Linked DNA regions of Mus musculus: region 1 is linked to region 2. A link is a contact called in public promoter capture Hi-C data. All regions are on one chromosome and are shown on one strand. The core of a region is the stretch at or near the end of the contact, and the rest is flanking DNA. Distances in the headings are between cores, read along the strand shown.

Region 1 (3,863 bases), core at 555-3,054, 760 kb after region 2:
CCTGTGATGAGGTGGGGAAGGGCAGGGGATTCAGTAGATCTCAAACTTTGGGTACTACCGGGGGAGTGGGGCAGAATCCGGCCCTCTGTCAAGGACTAACTGGAAGAGATACCAGGTAGGCCTTGCCTCGAGGCAGATAACAGAACAAGGAGTGGGGATGCATGTGAGAAGGCTGAGTGGATGAGAAAGTCGTCGCATCTCATGAAGGAAGCTGGGATGCCCCTTTCTTCCTCCCAGGCAGGCAGAGGGCAGGGGTTAGAGAAGTAGGTATCTGGGGGATGGTGCATCCTCGGGGGTAGGGGAGGTGGGAGCGGGGTACACAGGAGAGTATTGAAAGCAGCAAAGCTGGGGTTGAGGTGTCACCTCAGTTCAGTACTTGCATGTAGGCATGATCCCCAAAACCCATGTGAAAAAGCAAGGTGTGGTGGCAGACAATTGTAATCCCATTACAGGGAGGCAGGGACAGTCAGGTACTCACTGGGCACTCAGTCTAGTCTATGTGGTTAGGTGAAGGCCTATGAGAGGCTGTCTCAAAAAAAAAAAAAAGCACCAGAGGAGACACAGCCAAACATCACACACACACACACACACACACACACTCACACACTCACACACTCCTGCATGGATATACATACACATCATACATGAAAAAAAAAAAAAAGAACCTGTAATACATTTATCTTTTAAAAAAGTATTTACAAGAAAGAAAGAAAAGGCTGGAAGGAAGGAGATGTTTTGGCCGAGTGGAGAGGGAAGAAGAGGCTCGGGAGGGTTCTTGACGATGGAGAGACCAAGATTGGAGCAGGGAAGTGAACAAGAGCAGCAACCGCGGTAGGGTTCTTGGGCAACAAACTTGGAGCCTGCCACTGTAGGGCAGATTGGCAGAACTTAAATGCTCACCAGAAAGCACCCCAAGGGAGCCAGGGATGCTGAAGTTGGCAGGCCCCTTCTGAGAAACTCTTAGAAGTCTCTTTTCTCTCTGGCAGAATGCATGGAGGCTGTCCAAAACTTGGGTAGGGGGCAGGTGGACTATCCTTGCTCTTTCACAGCTGTCTCCTCCCCAGGCTTCTCTCTGTACTCAGGCTTGGAAGGCTTAGAAGCAACTCAGCCAGGCTAGTCAGCAGCTCCTAGAGGCCGGGTGCCACTGCAGGTGGAGGGGTGACTTGCTTGCTGGCCAAAAGGGAGCCCGGCAGCTGGACAGCAGGCCTCTTTGTTACAGGTTTGAACCATGGTCCCTCCTCCTTCCAAGACTTTGGTTTGGAACTGCGCTGCTCTTTCCAAGGTCGAAGGCTTTGGCACAGGAAACTGGCCAGCTTCAGGCTGTACCCGGAATGAATGCAGGGGGCCTCCTTCAAGGTTACACACAGCAGTAGCTGCTACCAAAGCATGCCCAGTTCAGGGTCTTCGGATCATCATGGCCAACTGCTCTAAGCAACAAGTTTCCCGAATCTACCCAGGGCTCCTTCGCGGGTGTGTGAGGGTGAGGGGGGGGGGGTGCCCAGTGACCCAAAGGGGGTCGGCAAGATTTCAGAGCTACAGCCTGGGCAGAGTTGGTGGGTAAGGAAATCGGGGTGGCCCCAGGCACTGCCTGCCGTCCTCGGATCTGGAGAGGGAGGTAAAAGGCGAAAGACAGCCAGGGTGCGATCCTGGGGAGCTCGCGGACCGACCGAAGGGGAGCTTTCGCAGTCTGGCGGGAGAGGCTCTGGGAGAGAGTTGTTGGCTTGGGGACATTCCGAGGCCGAGCCCCGCCTCCTCGGAGACGCCCCCGCGCGAACAACACCTCGGGGCGGGGCGCGGAGAGGAAGGGCGGCCCGGCGCGGAGCTGCGCGGCCACTCGGGGCACCGCGGCGCAAAGCGCAGGTAAGAGCGCGCGTCGGTGGGCGGGGTCCGCTGCCCCACGAGCTCAGCTGCGGGTGGGGGCTCTCTCCTCCTCCCGCTGCCATGGTCACGAGCCCTCCATCTTCGGTCTCAGCTTCCTCCTCCCGGTCCCGTGGCCGCCCGGCTCCGGTTTAAACGCAGCGCGGGGTCCAACCCCTAGCAGCAGTGCGGAGCGCGAGCACCGTGCCCTGCGTCCAGGCCAGAACCCAGGTGCGAGTTTATCACCCAGAGGGAGAGAGGCTGCCAGGAGCAGGTGACCTGGCTGGTCAGGGCGGAAGGGCTGACAGAGAAGCCGAAAAGGTGGTGTTGCCTGCCTGGGAGGAGCCTAGACGGATGTCCGAATGTTGGAGCAGAGTAGTTTGGAACTGACTAATGCAGTCGGGAAAAGCTAATGCGGAGACTGGGAGGCATGTAGGGCAAGAGAGGCAGAGAAGGGGCTGAAGACTGGAGGGCCCGTGTGACAGTTTTGTGCACTTGCCTGGAGCACTTTCTCCACTGCCCACCGGGCATGTAGGTTGATTAATGGGCCTCTAGCATAGTCCAGGAAAAGCAGAAATAAGGTCCATGCCACTCCAGATCAGGAAATACCAGAGTGAGTGCCATGCTAGGGTGCGGCTTAAGGGGCCTGAGGGGCCAGAACTGGGTGAGGGCAGGGAAGGCCCCAGTGACCCTGCTTGGGAGCGATCTGGTGTGGACAGAGGCCAAGAATGCAAGGGAAAGGTCTAGCTACTGTTTAGATGGCCACAAGGACAATAGCTGAGTCACCTGTGCACCCAGCTTAACTTTTTTGGCCTCACCCTGCAGCTTTTGAACCAAGTCTACCCGGGGTGAGAAGGGAGGCTGGGCCCTACTAGGAATGCTGGGTGTACCTCAGTGAGTCACCCAGCACCTCTGAGCCACTTAGTTCTCGTGAGCCTGTTAGGGCTGGGAGTGAGGGGCCTGGGTCTGAGCTCTGCACCTGATCTACAGATAGTATCTCTACACCCTCCTGGACTTTCCATGCCTCAAATTCACCGTTTGCACAGCCTGCCACTCAGGACCCCAGAGTTGGCAGGAGGGAGAGTATGAGGAAGCCGTGTTGTTGACCAGAGGGCTATGGGATGGGTGCTGGGCCCAGGGCTAGAGAGAATATTCTTGCTGGCTCATACTCTCAAACACTCGTGTCTGGCCTTTTACTCACGACACCGCTTCTAGCTCCTAGCTGGGAGACTTCTATATCAGACTCCAGATGTAGCCTTCCTGGGCCACCTTTACCATCCATGTTTAATGTCTGCCCTTTCCTCTGGTGATGTGATTTCCTGGGGGTGGAAATCCTTCTGGGACCACAGACCTAAAAGGTACTACTATAGAGTTAGTGGCTGCTAATCTGGGTCTGTCGTATCTACCCAGGTCCAGTCTATCCATGCCAAGAGAAGCGTCTCTCTACAGTTTATTCTTTTGAGGGGCAACCACAGGAGTCTGAAATGTCCTGGTCTAGTTAGATCTCCTTTTCAGAGAGGACCAGGGATGGGTAAGCTATGACATATCAGGCTGAGATGGATCTCTTGTGGACAGCCGGCTAAATGTGGGCAGGGTACCAGGGTAGTTCAAGGTTATAGGGATAGACGTTCCAGTCTATCAATGTCTGGAAACATGGTTGAGGGTCAGGGAGGCCCAGGTCACTTGGCCCACCTCAGTCCCTCAGCTGGGCTCTCATGGCCAGTGGAAACCAGATGCCGAACCAGAGGATCCCGAGTCTGTCCTCCTCACCCTCTGCTTGTCTGTGTTTGGGGGGAGGCACTATGTTTACTGCCAGCAAAGATGGCTCCTGTTGGGTGTCTAGCGGCTTCCTTTTCCTGTCTCTCCTCCTCCCCATGCAGCCAAACTGCAGCAGGAAAGGTGGGGCAGGAATGTCTGGGCCAGAGTTCTGAGGTCCCCGCCCTGCTCTGTTCTGCAGCCAGTTCTCCTGAGCCCTAGGTTCTGCCAGGGACCTGTGATGCTCTCAT
Region 2 (3,594 bases), core at 143-2,642:
TAGCTTCATAAATTAAAATATTGAAAAGTTTGATCTTTGGGTGTCAGGTGGGGTACACCTACATAGAAACTTTGTCAAAGAATATATAAATGTAGAAGTAAAAAGCATTATCATAAATCTAAATAATAATATATAATAAAATCAGGAAAGAGTTCTCCTGCCTGGAAATGTCAGACTCTGAGATTTAAGTATAAATTATAAGATGTAGTCAAGAGGTGCATGGCACATGGCGCTGGGGTCACTGCATTCCAAGAAACCGTTGCAAGGAAAATCATTAGAAAAGGTGTAATTTTACTCTGGCCAGTAGGTTGCATCCAAAAACAAGTTGAGACCTTGCAGCTGGACGGCAGCAGTTTATTTGCTACCATGCATGGCGAACACCCATGAACTGGGGGTTGTAAGGTGAACAGTCTCTGCATTGGAAAGCCGCAATTAAAAGACCAATATTGCTTACACAAGGACTATCTAGAAAGCACATAGACGCTGTACTCTTGGCTTGAGGATTCTGAAGACCCCTGGGAACTCCACTTCACTGCAAACAAAGGACCCACCATGCATTAGGTCTTCCCCTGCAAAATGGGACAAGTCACTACCAGCAAACAAAGAACACCTCACCCCTTAGCCTCCCCCACTGACAAGGTCGGTGCAAAAGGAGGCAAACCAGAAGAGTCAAAAATGCACCAAGGCCTCCCTTTAGAGGAACGGTCCTGACCCGCACAGTGGGAGGAGGGGCAGACAAAGGTCTCGGGCACTCCGGAGACTTCCTCCGGGCCCAGCCTGGGGAAAACCGAGCATCCCCTGAGGCGAAGGCGTCGTCGAGCCAATGAAGCCGCCTCTCTCGGCCTCCGCTGAGCCCCTGGCAGTGAGGCCCGCCCCGGCGGACCGGTCTGGCCCCCGCCCCGCCCCGGCTCCATGGCAACGGCAGGCCGAGGCCTGGCTGCCCACGGCTCGGCCCGGCCGGCTTCCCGGGCAGGCCTAGGATGCCCGGCCTGCTCCTCGGGCTCGCCAGCTCCTCCTTCCCACTCTCTGCCAGGCCGCTAGCCGGACTCGGGACCCCTCCTCGCGCCGACCACCCCCGACCGTGTCAGGCTGCTTCAAGGGGCGCGAAAGGGTAGAATAAAAAGCCCAATTCACCTGTTGTTACAGATGTGAAACAAGCCTCGGTGCACGGCGCATGAGCCGCGGGCCCCCCCAACTACGGCCGGACTACAACTCCCACCAGCGACGGCGCGGTCTCTTCCGGGTCCCGAGGCGGAAGTCCCACCTGCGGCCCCGGCTCTGTTCGGCCTGGCTCTCTGTGCGGGCTGCCGCTGCCTTGGGGCTCGCGATGGGTTCGGCTGCCTAGGTTGTCTCTAGTGTTCCTCAGCCCACAGCGCGAGACAGTCAGTCTGCGCCTGCACCCGGGCACTGGCTGGAGGGAGCGCGGCTGTAGCCCCAGACACAGGCGGGACTTCCGGCGGAGCGGCCGGGGACGCGCGTGGCCTGTGCCGTGGGAGCCGGCGAGAGCCGGCGGGAGCTGGGGACGGGTGACCATCTCAGGCTCATCTCTCCATCCCCAGCCGCAGCTCTGTGTCCGTCGCGCCTTTTCTCTCCTGCGTCTCCCCTTGGTCTTCTGCACTTTTAGGGAGGTGAGCGATTTTGCCTCACAGAGACATAAACCAGGCAAAGGACAGGGTAGCGCTTGCTGCTGGCTTCGGGGGGTTGTGGTGAGGGACGACTGCGAGTCTAGGCCACATCGACACTCAGGAGCGAGGGGAGGGGGTTTGCCTGTTTGTCCTCTGAACAGAGTGAAGCATGGGTTCAATGAAATCCGCCGTCGATAAAGGAAACTCAGTGGCGTTGGGCAGTAGTTCACAGCTGGGAAGACAATATTTGAGGATGTGCCCTTTCGTGATATTTGGAGAACTAATACAATAGCTCGTAATTTAAAACAGACGAAGAAAATTCTATGTGCATGTGTGTGGTACCAAGTGACATGGCATCAGATCCTTGGAAGCTGGAGTTACAGGCTGTTGTCGGCCAGCTGTTATCTTAGGTTTTTTATTGCTGAGGTAAAAATACCACTTCTCACCTTATAGGTGACAACCTGCCACTGAGTAATGTCATATCAGGAATGGAAACAAAAGACATGGAGGAACCCTTGCTTACTGCCTCATGGCTGATACAACAGCCCCAGAATTTACTATCTCCCCAGGGGAGGCACCCTCCCAAAACCTCCACCCTGCCTAAAAGCCAGATTGGTGGGGGCAGTTTCTCAATTGTGGTTCTCTCTACCCAAATGACTATAGCTTGTGTCAAATCAACCAAAACACACACAACAACAAAACTACTAATCAGGCAAGTGTTCATAACCACTGAACCATATCTCCAGTCCGTTTTCCTATGCTATTTTTTGTGCAGCCATTTAAATGTATTGTTAGCTGTGTGCCACAGCACAGGTGACTTCAGCTGGTCCGAAGCTGGAGCAAGACAACTGGGAATTAGAAGCCAACCAGGATTGCATAGCAAGAAATGCTTCTAAACCTAGCATTCTGGAGACAGAGACATGCAGATCTCTGATCTGAAGAGTTCCAGGCCAGTCAGCGCAACATAGACCCTGTTTCAAATGAAGACGGAAAGAAAAGGAAGGAAGGAAAGTATACTAGTTGCTATTTTCCTGCTAGATTGCACAGAAGGCTAGGAGAAATGAAGGAGGTGAAACAAAGAATTGCTTCTTGAAAACAAAACATAGAAATCCCTGCAGTGCCCAACATGTTTGGTACATACTTGGAATCCCTATAGAAACAGGATCTTCAAGGCAAGCTTCATATAGACCAGTTTGAGTTATCCAAGACTGGATCTCGAACAGGCAAACAAATCCTTGTGCTGGTAATTTGAGAGACTGCTATTTATAGGCAGGTATGTAGACAATATGACCCTAGCCTCAGGAAGCCTAGTATCCTAGTAGAAAAGAGGAAAAGGGGGAGCCAAAGGAAAGAGATAAATACTAGAAAGGTGTGACGTGCTAGGGACACAAGAGAAGGCTTGCCCACTGCTGAGTGCTAAGAGTGTTGGTCGAGAAGTATGTCCTGAGACTACAATGGCTCACTATGGCCAACAGATTAAATAAATGTGTAGGCTTTTACAGAAAATAGATCAAAGTTTCTGAGTGTAGTACTGTGTGGATTAACCCCCATTTGCTACAAGTCTGAAGCCAGCCTGGGCTCCATTGAAAGACTGTCCCCACAATGAAGTAGAAAGTGGGTGCTGGAGAGATGGTTCAGCACTTAAGAGCACTTGCTCTTCTAGAAGACCCAAGTTCAATTCCTAGCATCCACATTGAAGCTAACAGCCCTCTGCAGCTCCAGTTCCAAGGAAACTAATTGTTCCTCTATCAGTACTGCCTAGACATAGACATAGTCAGACAAATATTTATACACAGAAAAATATATAAATATATTAAAGTGGACCAGCAAGGCAATCACCAGAGCCCACATAGTAGAAGGAAAGAACCAAATTGGGGTGGGGGGGCTGGAGAGATGGTTCAGTGGATAAGAGCACCATACGGCTCTTCCAGAGGTCCTGAGTTCAATTTCCAGCAACCACATAGTGACT

What was found. Capture Hi-C pulls out chosen DNA fragments and counts their contacts.
Region 1: a contact with region 2 is called in a promoter capture Hi-C map of liver. The contact joins the promoter of Als2cl here to the promoter of Dhx30 in region 2. A contact is called at or near these places in 1 of 39 promoter capture datasets (liver), 1 of 484 Hi-C or Micro-C datasets (embryonic stem cells) and 1 of 9 other capture datasets (liver).

Annotation. Positions count from the first base shown.
Region 1 is chr9:110,878,370-110,882,232 of GRCm38.p6, forward strand. Als2cl (ALS2 C-terminal like) reads left to right here and starts at 1,805. Exons shown (of 27, transcript NM_001146059.1): 1 at 1,805-1,860. Tmie (transmembrane inner ear) reads right to left here and starts at 1,704. Exons shown (of 6, transcript NM_146260.3): 1 at 901-1,704.
Region 2 is chr9:110,116,224-110,119,817 of GRCm38.p6, forward strand. It overlaps Dhx30 (DEAH (Asp-Glu-Ala-His) box polypeptide 30), which reads right to left and starts at 1,393. Exons shown (of 23, transcript NM_001252682.1): 1 at 1,135-1,393. It also overlaps Gm10615.